3 separate regions of the Mus musculus genome follow, and regions 1 and 3 are each linked to region 2. Evidence: chromatin contacts called from public HiChIP or PLAC-seq data. All regions are on one chromosome and are shown on one strand. Each heading gives the region's core, a stretch centred on a gene start, on an enhancer-like site or on the middle of the called end of the contact. The rest is flanking DNA. Distances are from core to core; before and after follow the strand shown. Region 1 holds the start of Igsf23 (immunoglobulin superfamily, member 23). Region 2 holds the start of Fosb (FBJ osteosarcoma oncogene B). Region 3 holds the start of Bcl3 (B cell leukemia/lymphoma 3).

Region 1 (3,719 bases), core at 885-3,384, 640 kb before region 2:
TGTGTCAAGTTGATTAAACAAAACCAATCAGCTCAAACAACTACAGAGAAATCACTGAGCCTGCCGCGTAGTAAATGACAATAAATAACCGAGTCATCCGATAATGGTTATTATTAGAGTCCTGAGTGACCTTTGCCCCCGGGGCGGACCTGTGTCTGGGAGAGAAAGCATGAGCTTGTGAGTCACGGGGATTTGAGTTAAAATCCTGGCACTCCTATCTGACGCAATCAATTCTTCATTCTCTTATTCACTAACAAGCAGTCCAGAATCCATTATTCCAGACATGGAGGCAGATGGTCAGGCATTCAAGGCCAGCCTTGGCTGTATATGAGAAGTTGAGGCCAGCTTAGGCCACATGAGAGCCTGTTCAAAAACAATAATATAGGCCCACTGTGGTGGCGAAGGCCTTTAATCCCAGCACTGGGGAAGAAGAAGCAGGTGGGTCTCTGTGAGTTTGAGGCCAGCCTGGTCTACATAGCAAATTCCAGACAAGCCAGGGCTACATGGTAATACCCCATGTCTTAGTTAGGATTTCTACTGCTGTGACAAAACACCGTGACCAAAAGCCATTTGAGTGGGCAAGGCTTTGTTTTGGCTTACAATTCTCAGGTCCTTCAGTGAGGTAAGTCAGGGCAAGAACTCAAGGCAGGACCCTGGAGGAAGAAACTGAAGCAGGAGCCATGGAGGAAAACTACTCCCTAACTTGCCCCTCACAGCTGGCCCCTCACAGCTGGCCTCTCACAGCTGGCCCCTCACAGTTTGCCCCTCACAGTTTGCCCCTCACAGCTTGCCCCTCACAGCTGGCCCCTCACAGCTGGCCCCTCACAGCTGGCCCCTCACAGTTTGCCCCTCACAGCTTGCCCCTCACAGCTGGCTCCTCACAGCTGGCCCCTCACAGCTGGCCCCTCACAGTTTGCCCCTCACAGTTGGTCCCTCACAGCTTGCTCAGCCTGGTTTCTTATATACTCCAGGAAGACCTGCCTGGGGGTGGCACCTGCCAGGTGGAATGGGTCCTCCTATATCAGCCATGAATCAAGAAAATTCCAGGCCAGGTTGTGGTGGTACACACCTGTAGTCCCAGCAAGGGAGGCAGAGGCAGGCAGGCCAGCCAGCCTGATTTACAGCAAGGGTTCCATGATAGCCAGGGCTACACAGAGAAACCCTGTCTCAAAGAAAAAAAAAGAAGGAAGGAAGAGAGAGAGAGAGAGCACAAATGCCCTATAGATATTCTCACAGGCCAATCTAATGGAGGCAAGTCCCCAACTGAGATGTTTTGTTTTGTTTTGTTTTGTTTTGTTTTGTTTTGTTTTGTTTTGTTTTGTTTTGTTTTGTTTTGTTTTGTTTTGTTTTGTTTTCGAGACAGGGTTTCTCTGTGTAGCCCTGGCTGTCCTGGAACTCACTCTGTAGACCAGGCTGGCCTCGAACTCAGAAATGCCCCTGCCCCTGCCCCTGCCCCTGCCCCTGCCCCTGCCCCTGCCCCTGCCCCTGCCCCTGCCCCTGCCCCTGCCCCTGCCCCTGCCCCTGCCCCTGCCCCTGCCCCTGCCCGTGCTGGGATTAAAGACATGCTCCACCACACCCGGCTAAAGAGTTATTTATTTTATTTATATGAGTACACTGTAGCTGTCTTCATACACACCAGGAGAAGGCATCAAATCCCATTACAGATGGTTGTGAGCCACCATGTGGTTGCTGGGATTTGAACTCAAGACCTCTGGAAGAGCAGTCAGTGCTCTTAACCGCTGAGCCATCTCTCCAGCCTACCCAACTGAGATTCTTTATTCCCAAATATGTCTAGGTTTACGTCAAGTTGACAAATAATAAGCACACTCTGACTTAAACACACACACACCACTAACGACAATACCAAACAAAAAAAATAGCTCAATTTTAGCAGCCACTGCCATTCACCTAACCAAGTGCCTGGAATGTTCTGGCCCTTGGGCCATGTCTCTCTGATTGTGGCACACTGTCATTTTCCAGAGAGGGGCTGGGCTCAGAGCTGGCTGATAGAGAACCTGGCAGTGTAGCCAAGGGGAGGGCTCCAGCTGCCTCCTATCGAGTTGACCTTTGACCTCAGTCCCGTCTGACGCGGGCAAGGGGAAGGCTATGTATAGTGCCACATCCTTCTTCCTCAGCATTCAGTCTGCGCCGGTTATAGAGGACGGGGGACCCTAGAATTCTCTATGCTAAAGCGTAGGTTAGCCCACTCCCCTCCCACCACTAATAGGGGTGCTGGAGGAAGAGGCTGAGGCGGGACTCCTAGCAGGAGGTGGAGCAAGGGCAGAGACCCTGTCTGCGGAGGAGTGGGGCTGGGTCCTCGAGGTTCTTCTACCAGAATTCCCTGAGAGGTCCAAGGGCAGAGGACGACATGAACTGTCTTCGGGACTCAGGCCGTGGCCTCATTCCTGCCTGGGAGACGCTTCTACTAACAGGTTCGTGAGAGAGCGAACATGGCTTCACCTCGGGCTGGGGACAAAGAAGGGACACCCTCAGAGAGCCCACATAGATCGCAGCACAGAACTCCTGGTTATGAAACCGGAGCGCTCCAAATTCGCCAGCAATCTTTTTGTTGTGGAGCGGGATCCTTTTTAGTCTTGCTAGGTAGGCCCACTCCGCGGCATAGCTCAGAAGTTCCTGCAATCCTCCTGCTTCAGCTCTGCCCCTCCCCCCACCGCTGAGGGCACAGGTGTGTGCCTACACTGCCCGGCTCTTTACCTCAGTCACATCCTGCCTGCCTCAGGGGAGGTGCTAGTTCTTTTTACAAAGAAGAATTAGAAGATCAGAGAGGGACCTTCCCCTGCTAATCACCCAGGACTGGCAAAGATCAGAGTTAGAATTCCAGAGCCCTGTCCCTTTCTGCCAGAGCAGCACGGCCCTAATAAAATTATCACAGCCCAGCATTATCTCAGAGCCGGGAAGACTAAGACGGGAGGATTGCTGTGAATTCGAGGCCAACCTATGCTACTCAGTGAAGGCCACACTAGTCAGGACTACATAGCAAGACCTTGTCTCAAACAAACTAACAATACGAACATTCATATACCAGGTCCTGAGGCCGGTCTCAGTTGGTCCAGTGCGCACCTAGCTTAGGAGGCCCTGGCTTCCAGATAAACCATGTGTGCTGATATACACAGGAGTCCCAGCATTAGGGAGGAAGCAGGAGGATGAGGAGTTCAAGTCAAACCCGGTTATATTGTGAGCTTAAGGCTAGCCTGGGCTACATGAGAGCTTGTCTCAAAAAGAAAAAACATGGGAATTTAGGGGTATTTGAGTGAGATAGCTCAACAGACATGAAAGACAAACTCCTACGCTCCATGAGGAAGTCAGCACCACCATTGTAACTGCACCCGCCACCAAGGTAGTGTTAGCATCTTGGGACAGAATTGCATCCAGTGCTTGCTAGGAAGTTCGAGGCAGTGCTAGCCAATGCATCATCGGAAGTCAAGGGGGGAAAGTGGTGTGTGGTTCATGGGACAAGGCTTCCTGGGAACTCGCGTGGTTGGGTTCGGCTGCAGTTCCACACTGGACAAGCCTGGGTACCCGCTAAGAAAGGGAAAGCCATTGCCCTCTCATTGCCCTCTTCCTGCTTCCTGCCTGCACATTTCCACCCCCAAACCTGGAGGACAACATGCTGTGCCCTGAGTGTGTTCTTAAGAACAAGGTTTTAACTGAGAGCGAGAGCCTCGGCGGATAAAGGGCAGATCTCTCAAGTTTGAGCT
Region 2 (3,761 bases), core at 342-2,841:
CATAATGAGACCCCATCTCAAAAACAGACAGAGAAAGGAGGAGGGCAAAGGGTAGAAAGAGGAGGGGATGTTCACAATAGGGGGAGGGGATGTTCACAATACGTGTATATATATTCTTTCCTTCTGGATGTGGATAGAACCCAGGACTTCACACATGCTAGACATTCATTCCACTTTAAGCTACATTCCCGCCCTCACATCCCCTTTTGTTTAAATCATTAATATTGATATTATTATTATTATTATTATTATTACTACATATGAGTACTGGTTGTTTTCTGTCTTTGCATGCATGTGGAGATCAGAGAACAATTTTTAGGAGTCATTTTTCTTCTTCCACCGTGAGTCCCAGGGATGGGACTCAGGTTGTCAGGTATGTGTAGCAAGCTCCTTTACCTGTGAACCATCTTGCTGGGGCTGATACCTGCTGATTGCTAAACACATGCCACCGATTATATTAATGCACTAGTATTTTATTTATTTATTTTTCGAGACAGGGTTTCTCTGTGTAGCCCTGGCTGTCCTGGAACTCACTCTGTAGAACAAGCTGGTTTCGAACTCACAGAGATCTCCCTGCTTCTGCTGGGATTAAAGATGTGTGCTGCTGCCGCAGCTGCCACCACCACCAGACACCACCAATTATTATTGTTCAATTATTATTGTATACACACTTTCTTTTCTGTCTCCTGAGCTAAGTGGGAAGGAGAGGCTTCCAACACCATCAAGCCTGAAGAACTCACCGGGTGTGGGTTCCTACCTGCTCCAATTCTGCAGGTCCCCCAGATTCAGGGACCCGGAAAAGCCACCTATCCTTTGCTTAGCTATGAGTACTGAAGTTTTAGATCAGGGAGGGAGCACATTTTCCAAGCTCACCGAGTCACACAGAATCCGTGACAAAGCTAGTGGGGAGGGGACTGCATCCTTACCCATCCCTACACCTGGAGATATCACAGACTCTCCAATTCCTCCTGAGCCTCAGTTTCCCCACCTAGACTGATTATACCCCTCTCGCCAGAATCTGCACTGGGGACCTTGCTCTTTTTCACCAGCAGGGGCGCTGCACCGGTTTGGGGAGGGTGGGGTCCCAGGGGTATAAGCAGACCTGGGATCTGGAGTTGCACCTTCTCCAACCCGGGTCAGCAGGGGCCTTCTGAGGGAGTTTAGGCGCCTGTCAATCTCAGCCTCCGGGACAGCGTGGAACTGCGCAGGCGCGGGCGGGTTCCGCACAGCGCAACAGCGGGCGCGCGCAGGAGCGAGGGATTCCCTCTGACGTAATTGCTAGGATACCAAACAAACACTGGGCCGCGCTGGCCGAGCTCCTTATATGGCTAATTGCGTCACAGGAACTCCGGGGAGGGCGGGGCGGGATCCCCTCCCGCGAAGCCCCTCAGAACGCAGCCTTGGGGACCCCCGAGACCCCCAGGGTCACACTATGGGCAGGTGGCAGGTGCACGAGGCCCTGGAGGGCGCCACAAGGAGCTCAGTCGGCGGGAAGGGAGAGTTTGGGAGGTTTGTGCATGGAGTTGCGGGTGACGCAAGCGCGGGGGCGGGTCCCGGAGGCATAAATTCAGCCCGGCAGCTCCCGGTTTCATTCATAAGACTGGAGCGGCTACGCCGGGGACACGCGGAGCCGGGGCTTGCTGGACTTGACTACTGGTGACTCTTTCTTTTTCTTCTTCTTGGAGGCCGTGAAAAATTTATATATATATATTTATATATATTTTTAAACTGGAGAGAAAGTTTTGTGGGTTTCCTTTTTGCAAGACTCTTTCTAGATCGTTCTTCCGATTCGTCCGGAGGATAGACTTTCTTTCTGTGGGCTTCTGGATCGCGCCCCTCTGCTCTCCCTCATTTCTTGGGACGCTTCGACAGGATTGGAACTGCATCTGAAGCGCACGCTGCACCGCGGCACTGCCCGGCGGGTTTCTGGGCGGGGAGCGATCCCCGCGTCGCCCCCCGTGAAACCGACAGAGCCTGGACTTTCAGGAGGTACAGCGGCGGTCTGAAGGGGATCTGGGATCTTGCAGAGGGAACTTGCATCGAAACTTGGGCAGTTCTCCGAACCGGAGACTAAGCTTCCCCGAGCAGCGCACTTTGGAGACGTGTCCGGTCTACTCCGGACTCGCATCTCATTCCACTCGGCCATAGCCTTGGCTTCCCGGCGACCTCAGCGTGGTCACAGGGGCCCCCCTGTGCCCAGGGAAATGTTTCAAGCTTTTCCCGGAGACTACGACTCCGGCTCCCGGTGTAGCTCATCACCCTCCGCCGAGTCTCAGTACCTGTCTTCGGTGGACTCCTTCGGCAGTCCACCCACCGCCGCCGCCTCCCAGGTAAGTTTTAGATCGTAAAGATTCTACTTTAGTGGTTGGGGGGGGGGGTGTTTCTTTCAGGCTAAAGTGTAGATTGAGCATCCTCTCAAATAGAGACGCGCCAAAACCCAGGATCTGGGATTGCAATAGTTCGGTTTGCACTTTGGTTTTTTGTTGTTTGCAAACTGCAAAGAATGGAGTGATGTTTGCAAAAGGTTATTTGCGCGGAGCGCGGGAAAGGAATGCAGCTGGGCAAACGTTGGCGATGCCCGGTGCAAAGTATATACCCGGTGGTTAGCAGAAGCTGAGAACTTTTAGCCGAAAGCCGGCTCCCTAAGCCGAAGCTAGGCAAGTAGGGGAAGAAAAAGAAACAAAAAATTCCAGAGAAGCTTCCAGGAGCCTCCTCCTCTTCCCTCTTCCTTCAAAACGCGGACTGCAAGTCCGCAGTCACCCTCCACCCAGCAAGAGTTAGGGCCTCGAACCCCGGTCACGCTGCCTCCGCCTCCTGCGCGGAGACGTAACGGGGGACCCGTGCGTAAAGGCTGACGCGCTGGAATCCTCCGTCTGACGCGGGGCACGCACAGCGCGCAGCGCCCCCTCCGCCCGCCCCGCCCCTGACGTCCCGGGCACGTTCTATTTTGGAACGCCGAGGCCACGTTGCTAAGGGAGGGGGCAGCGTGGCTTTGTGATTGGCTGTCGCGGCGCGAGCTTTAGCCAATCAGCGTTCCCTTCCTATTTGTAGAGCGTAGCTCCCTTCCTTGCTTTTTGTGGTTCTTCCCGTGCTGGGGGTCTCCAAGAGGGAGAGCTAGGGGATTCTTGTCGCGATCGGGGGACTCGTTGTCACCCCATGGGTCTGCGAGGACCTTGTGTGGACCTGGTCCTGTTGTCATAAGCTAGAGGCTTTTGGCTGAGTGTTAGCGCCTCTAAGGGGGAACTGAAGGCCTCATCCCTTCTCCAGGCACACATATACGTGCTCCCTGAGCTCTAGACACTCAGTCCTTCCGAGGTGTTCAAACACTAGATGAGCTAGCCTACGGAGAGGCAGCCAGGTGGTCTCTAAAAGGTCTGCCTTCCCTTAGTTCCCAGGGCTCTGATTGGCCAGGGATTCAGCCCTTCCCTCGCCACGCCCCCTAGAGTAGTTAAGCCTCTAGGATTCCACTTGCGGGAAGGGGGGGGGGGGGCGTGATGGACGCTTCTTGGGTTCGGGGACGCAGATCCTATGTCACCCCATCCCCTGCAAGACAGTCTGAGAGATTCTCGCTGTCACTTTTCTCTGCCTATCAGTTCACTGAAACCTGTCAGTCTCACTGGGGAAGAGACAGACACTCGGAAGGGATGCTCTCAACTCTTAGGCCGGTCCCCCAACACCGTTGGAACTGGGATCTCCGCCCCTGCGGGAGCCCTCATGCAGTGGGGGGTGTGTTTGTGTGTGAGTGGAGGAGAGGAAGGCTT
Region 3 (3,456 bases), core at 585-3,084, 510 kb before region 2:
AAAAAAGGAGTCAGGGAACAGAATGCAGGGCCAGGTTTGTAGAGACACATGAACATCCAGAGAAAGAACCAGAGAACCCTGAGAATCCTCTGAGCAGGTTTGCCATGCGGTGCTATTCCCCTGCCTCTCTAAGTCTACAAAGCCGCCCCGCCCCCCTCCGCCTCCCTGTGACTCAGTGACCTGGACTCAACCCCAGTGTGTGCTCCACCTCCCGGGATGTCCGGGAAAGCCCCGAGCTGCTGCCCCGCCCCGGGGCGGACCCGGAGGAGGCGGAGCCTCTGCCCCGCCTCCCCGGCTCCAGCGGGTTTGAGTCAGGGCCCCAACCAGCCCGGCCTGTTCCCCACCAGCCAGCCCCTCCTTGGGGTGGGAAGGGAAGTGGGGAAAGCTGAGGGAGTCAACCTACACCCCCCAACCCCCACAGTTGTCTGGCCTTGAGCCCTAAGTGAGGCCTGCTGGTCCAAACTCTTAACTCTCCCTATCTACACTTGCATCTCTCAGGATCTGTCTCCAAATCTCCTCTCTCTCTCTGCATCTGGGATTCATTGGCGTTTCGTTCTTTGAGGCCTCTGGCTGGGTGCAGGGACCTGGCAAGGAGACACATTCAGAGCTCTCCTGCACCCCTAGCTATCCTGTGCCCTGCGAGTTAGGAGGCATGAGGAAGGCAGAGGGTGGCTACTTTCTGCCAAGAACCAGTCTCTGCCTTGGGCTGGGCTTTTCTCTCGCACAAAGAGTGAGTCTGGGCTCACCCTGATGGTGCAGACCTGCATCCCACCTCAGACAGGAAGATTCAGGTTCTAAGCCATCCTGGGCTACAGAACAAAGGCAAAGCCAGTCCGAACAGCTTAGTCTTAAAACGGAACGCAAAGAGGGCTGGGAGATCGCTCAAGTGCACAAGCTCCTAGGCTCCAGCATTGCAAAAAGGAAACGGCTCAGAGGGAGAAGTGCATGGCCAAGGTCACCCAAGAGGAAGTAGGACTCAGGATTCAGACCCATGCCCTAGCAACCCTGTGGCCTCTAAGGACTTCAGAGTTGGCACTAAGGGAGATGGCTGAAAGAGTCAGAAATACTAAAGGAAAGATGGGACCAGTGGGAGGGGAAGGTGCTCACAAAAGTAGAAGCGATCGCCAGACACAGCCAAGAGATTCAGAGATGGGGGATTTGGGGGAGGGGCTTAGAAGTATGGATCCCTAGCACGCAGGAGCCTCCCCCCCCCCCCACCAGCCAACAGAAACGTTTGCCGGTTATGGTGTCCCAGGCGAGATGGGAGGTAGAGGAGGGAGGATCAGGAGTTCAAGGTCATCTTCCGCTACACAGCAAATTTAAGGCTAGCCTTCGATCCATGGTCCAAGAAAAAAAGAAAGGAAGGAAGGAAGGAAGGCAGGCTGGCTGGCTGGAAAGATAGATAGATAGATAGATAGATAGATAGATAGATAGATAGATAGATAGATAGATAGACAGACAGACAAATAGATCAAGGCACAGTAGTGCAAGTGTCATTTCAGCACTCAGGAGGTTGAAACAGGAGGAACAGAAGTTCAAGACCACCCTCTACTACATAGTGAGTTCGAGACTAGCCTGGGCTACAGGAGCTCCAGTCTAACAAAGCGAGAGACAGACAGAAGATGTGAGAATCTCAAGGACTCAGACCCAGACAGAGCTCCCGGCCAGAGGCACAATGAGCAGAGTGGCGGGTGGGGACCAGGAGCTCCGCCTCCGAGACGCGGGTCCAGGAAACCCCTGGGGCGGACGGGTGGCCCCGGGGGCCCGGGGGCGGGGAGGCGGGAGGCGGGCGCCGCCCCGACTGACAAAAGTCCCTTCAGTTCAGTCGGCGGCAGGGGAAGTCCCGCTGCCCGGCGAGACCGCCTTCCCGTGCCGAGCTCGCCGCACGCCCCGGCGTCTCCGGGCGGCCCGATGCCCCGATGCCCCGCGGGGGCCATGGACGAGGGGCCCGTGGACCTGCGCACCCGGCCCAAGGGCACCCCGGGCGCCGCGCTGCCACTCCGCAAACGCCCGCTGCGCCCCGCGTCCCCAGAGCCCGCAACCACGCGCAGCCCCGCTGGACCCCTGGACGCCCTGCGCAGCGGCTGCGACGTCCCGGTTGTCCCTGGGCCCCCCCACTGTGTGGCCAGGCCGGAGGCCCTTTACTACCAGGGTGAGTGGCCTCCCCCATGAAAGTCAGGGCCGGGTGGGGGCCACCTAAGGTCAGCAGAACACAGGACACAAATAGTTGGGGTTCCTGGTAGCTGGGACTCCAGGGTGCAAGTTGATGACCCAAAGACAGCTAGGAAAGAGGTTGAGAGGCCCTGGAGCTCAGCCATGGGCGTGCCAAGAAGTTCACCCAGGCAGGTGCCCAAGGGTCAAATGGCCTTGGGGAATGGGGGTCAGAAGACAGCGTCCAGTGTCGCAGATATGGGATCCCAAGACACTCCAGAGACGCAGAATATCTGGTTGGGAGAGACCAGATGTTCAGAACTATGAATAATCGTCACTCGGACCTTGGAAACTGGGGTTCTGGTAAGCAGATATGGGGAGATGAATAGAAATGGACCCAGGATCCAAGGAGGCTGATACGGTAGGTTAAAATCCTGGGAACCGAGGTCTTAGGGCGATAGTGACTGCATTCTGCAGGCTAGTTGTGAGCACTCACAAGTGTCCCTGGGTCAGGTGGCCCTAGGGGCAGGCTTGGGGACTGAGGGTTCTAAGAGAGGGAACACAAGGAATTTAGAAACTGAAGGGCTTCGGTCCAAGGAGAGGGATTCGGGGACCTGGGAAGGGGGGACTTTAGAAAGGGAACCCCAGAGCTGGTCAGACAGCAAGAAACCGGATACCTTTCTCTTCAACTTTTATATCCAGGAAGGGACATCCACCTGCAGTAGGCACATTACTATCTGCTAAATACCCCAGCGCTGCTGAGGTCTCTGGGCCCTCCAGGTTCTTCAGCTACTACCTATCATGCTCCAGCAGGAGGACACTATGTAACAAGAGACCTTCTCCATCTGATGAGAACCCTGCCCTCCATTTCCCCATCTGTGCAATGACCCTTCCCAACGTTGTCATCCAAAAGGGTTCTAAAGGACAAGTTTTCTGACAGCCCCAACTCCCCAGATCCCCTACACCCAGATATTAGCTTGTCATTTATTCCTTCAGCTAATTACTCACAGTGTAATCTTATAACTGAAGTCCCCTGCTGGGTGGTGACAGGGCTCTCTCTGCCCTTAAGGGTCCTTTCTGTAGATGGAGGTCAGACATTTGTGAGAGAAGAGATGTGATGTAGGAAGGAATAGGAATAAGGAATGAAGGTTAGGGTAAGGGATGGGGGCTAGAGGTGAGGGATGGGGGCTAGAGGTGAGGGGTGGGGGTTAGAGGTGAGGGGTGGGGACTAGAGGTGAGGGGTGGGGGTTAGAGGTGAGGGGTGGGGGCTAGAGGTGAGGGATGGAGGTTAGAGGTGAGGGATGG

The links. HiChIP or PLAC-seq counts read pairs in DNA pulled down with a chosen protein or histone mark.
Region 1: a contact with region 2 is called in an H3K27ac HiChIP or PLAC-seq map of regulatory T cell precursor, with 3 times the contacts expected there. The contact joins the promoter of Igsf23 here to the promoter of Fosb in region 2. A contact is called at or near these places in 2 of 115 datasets of contacts at active chromatin or transcription factors (memory CD8 T cells and regulatory T cell precursor).
Region 3: an H3K27ac HiChIP or PLAC-seq map of bone marrow-derived dendritic cells shows a contact between it and region 2, with 2.0 times the contacts expected there. The contact joins the promoter of Bcl3 here to the promoter of Fosb in region 2. A contact is called at or near these places in 4 of 115 datasets of contacts at active chromatin or transcription factors (bone marrow-derived dendritic cells, bone marrow-derived macrophages, memory CD8 T cells and 1 more).

The regions. Positions count from the first base shown.
Region 1 is chr7:19,949,158-19,952,876 of GRCm38.p6, reverse strand. It overlaps Igsf23 (immunoglobulin superfamily, member 23), which reads left to right and starts at 2,134. Exons shown (of 5, transcript NM_027308.2): 1 at 2,134-2,432. The coding sequence starts at 2,369.
Region 2 is chr7:19,307,875-19,311,635 of GRCm38.p6, reverse strand. Fosb (FBJ osteosarcoma oncogene B) reads left to right here and starts at 1,591. Exons shown (of 4, transcript NM_008036.2): 1 at 1,591-2,330. The coding sequence starts at 2,205.
Region 3 is chr7:19,821,133-19,824,588 of GRCm38.p6, reverse strand. Bcl3 (B cell leukemia/lymphoma 3) reads left to right here and starts at 1,834. Exons shown (of 9, transcript NM_033601.3): 1 at 1,834-2,152. The coding sequence starts at 1,912.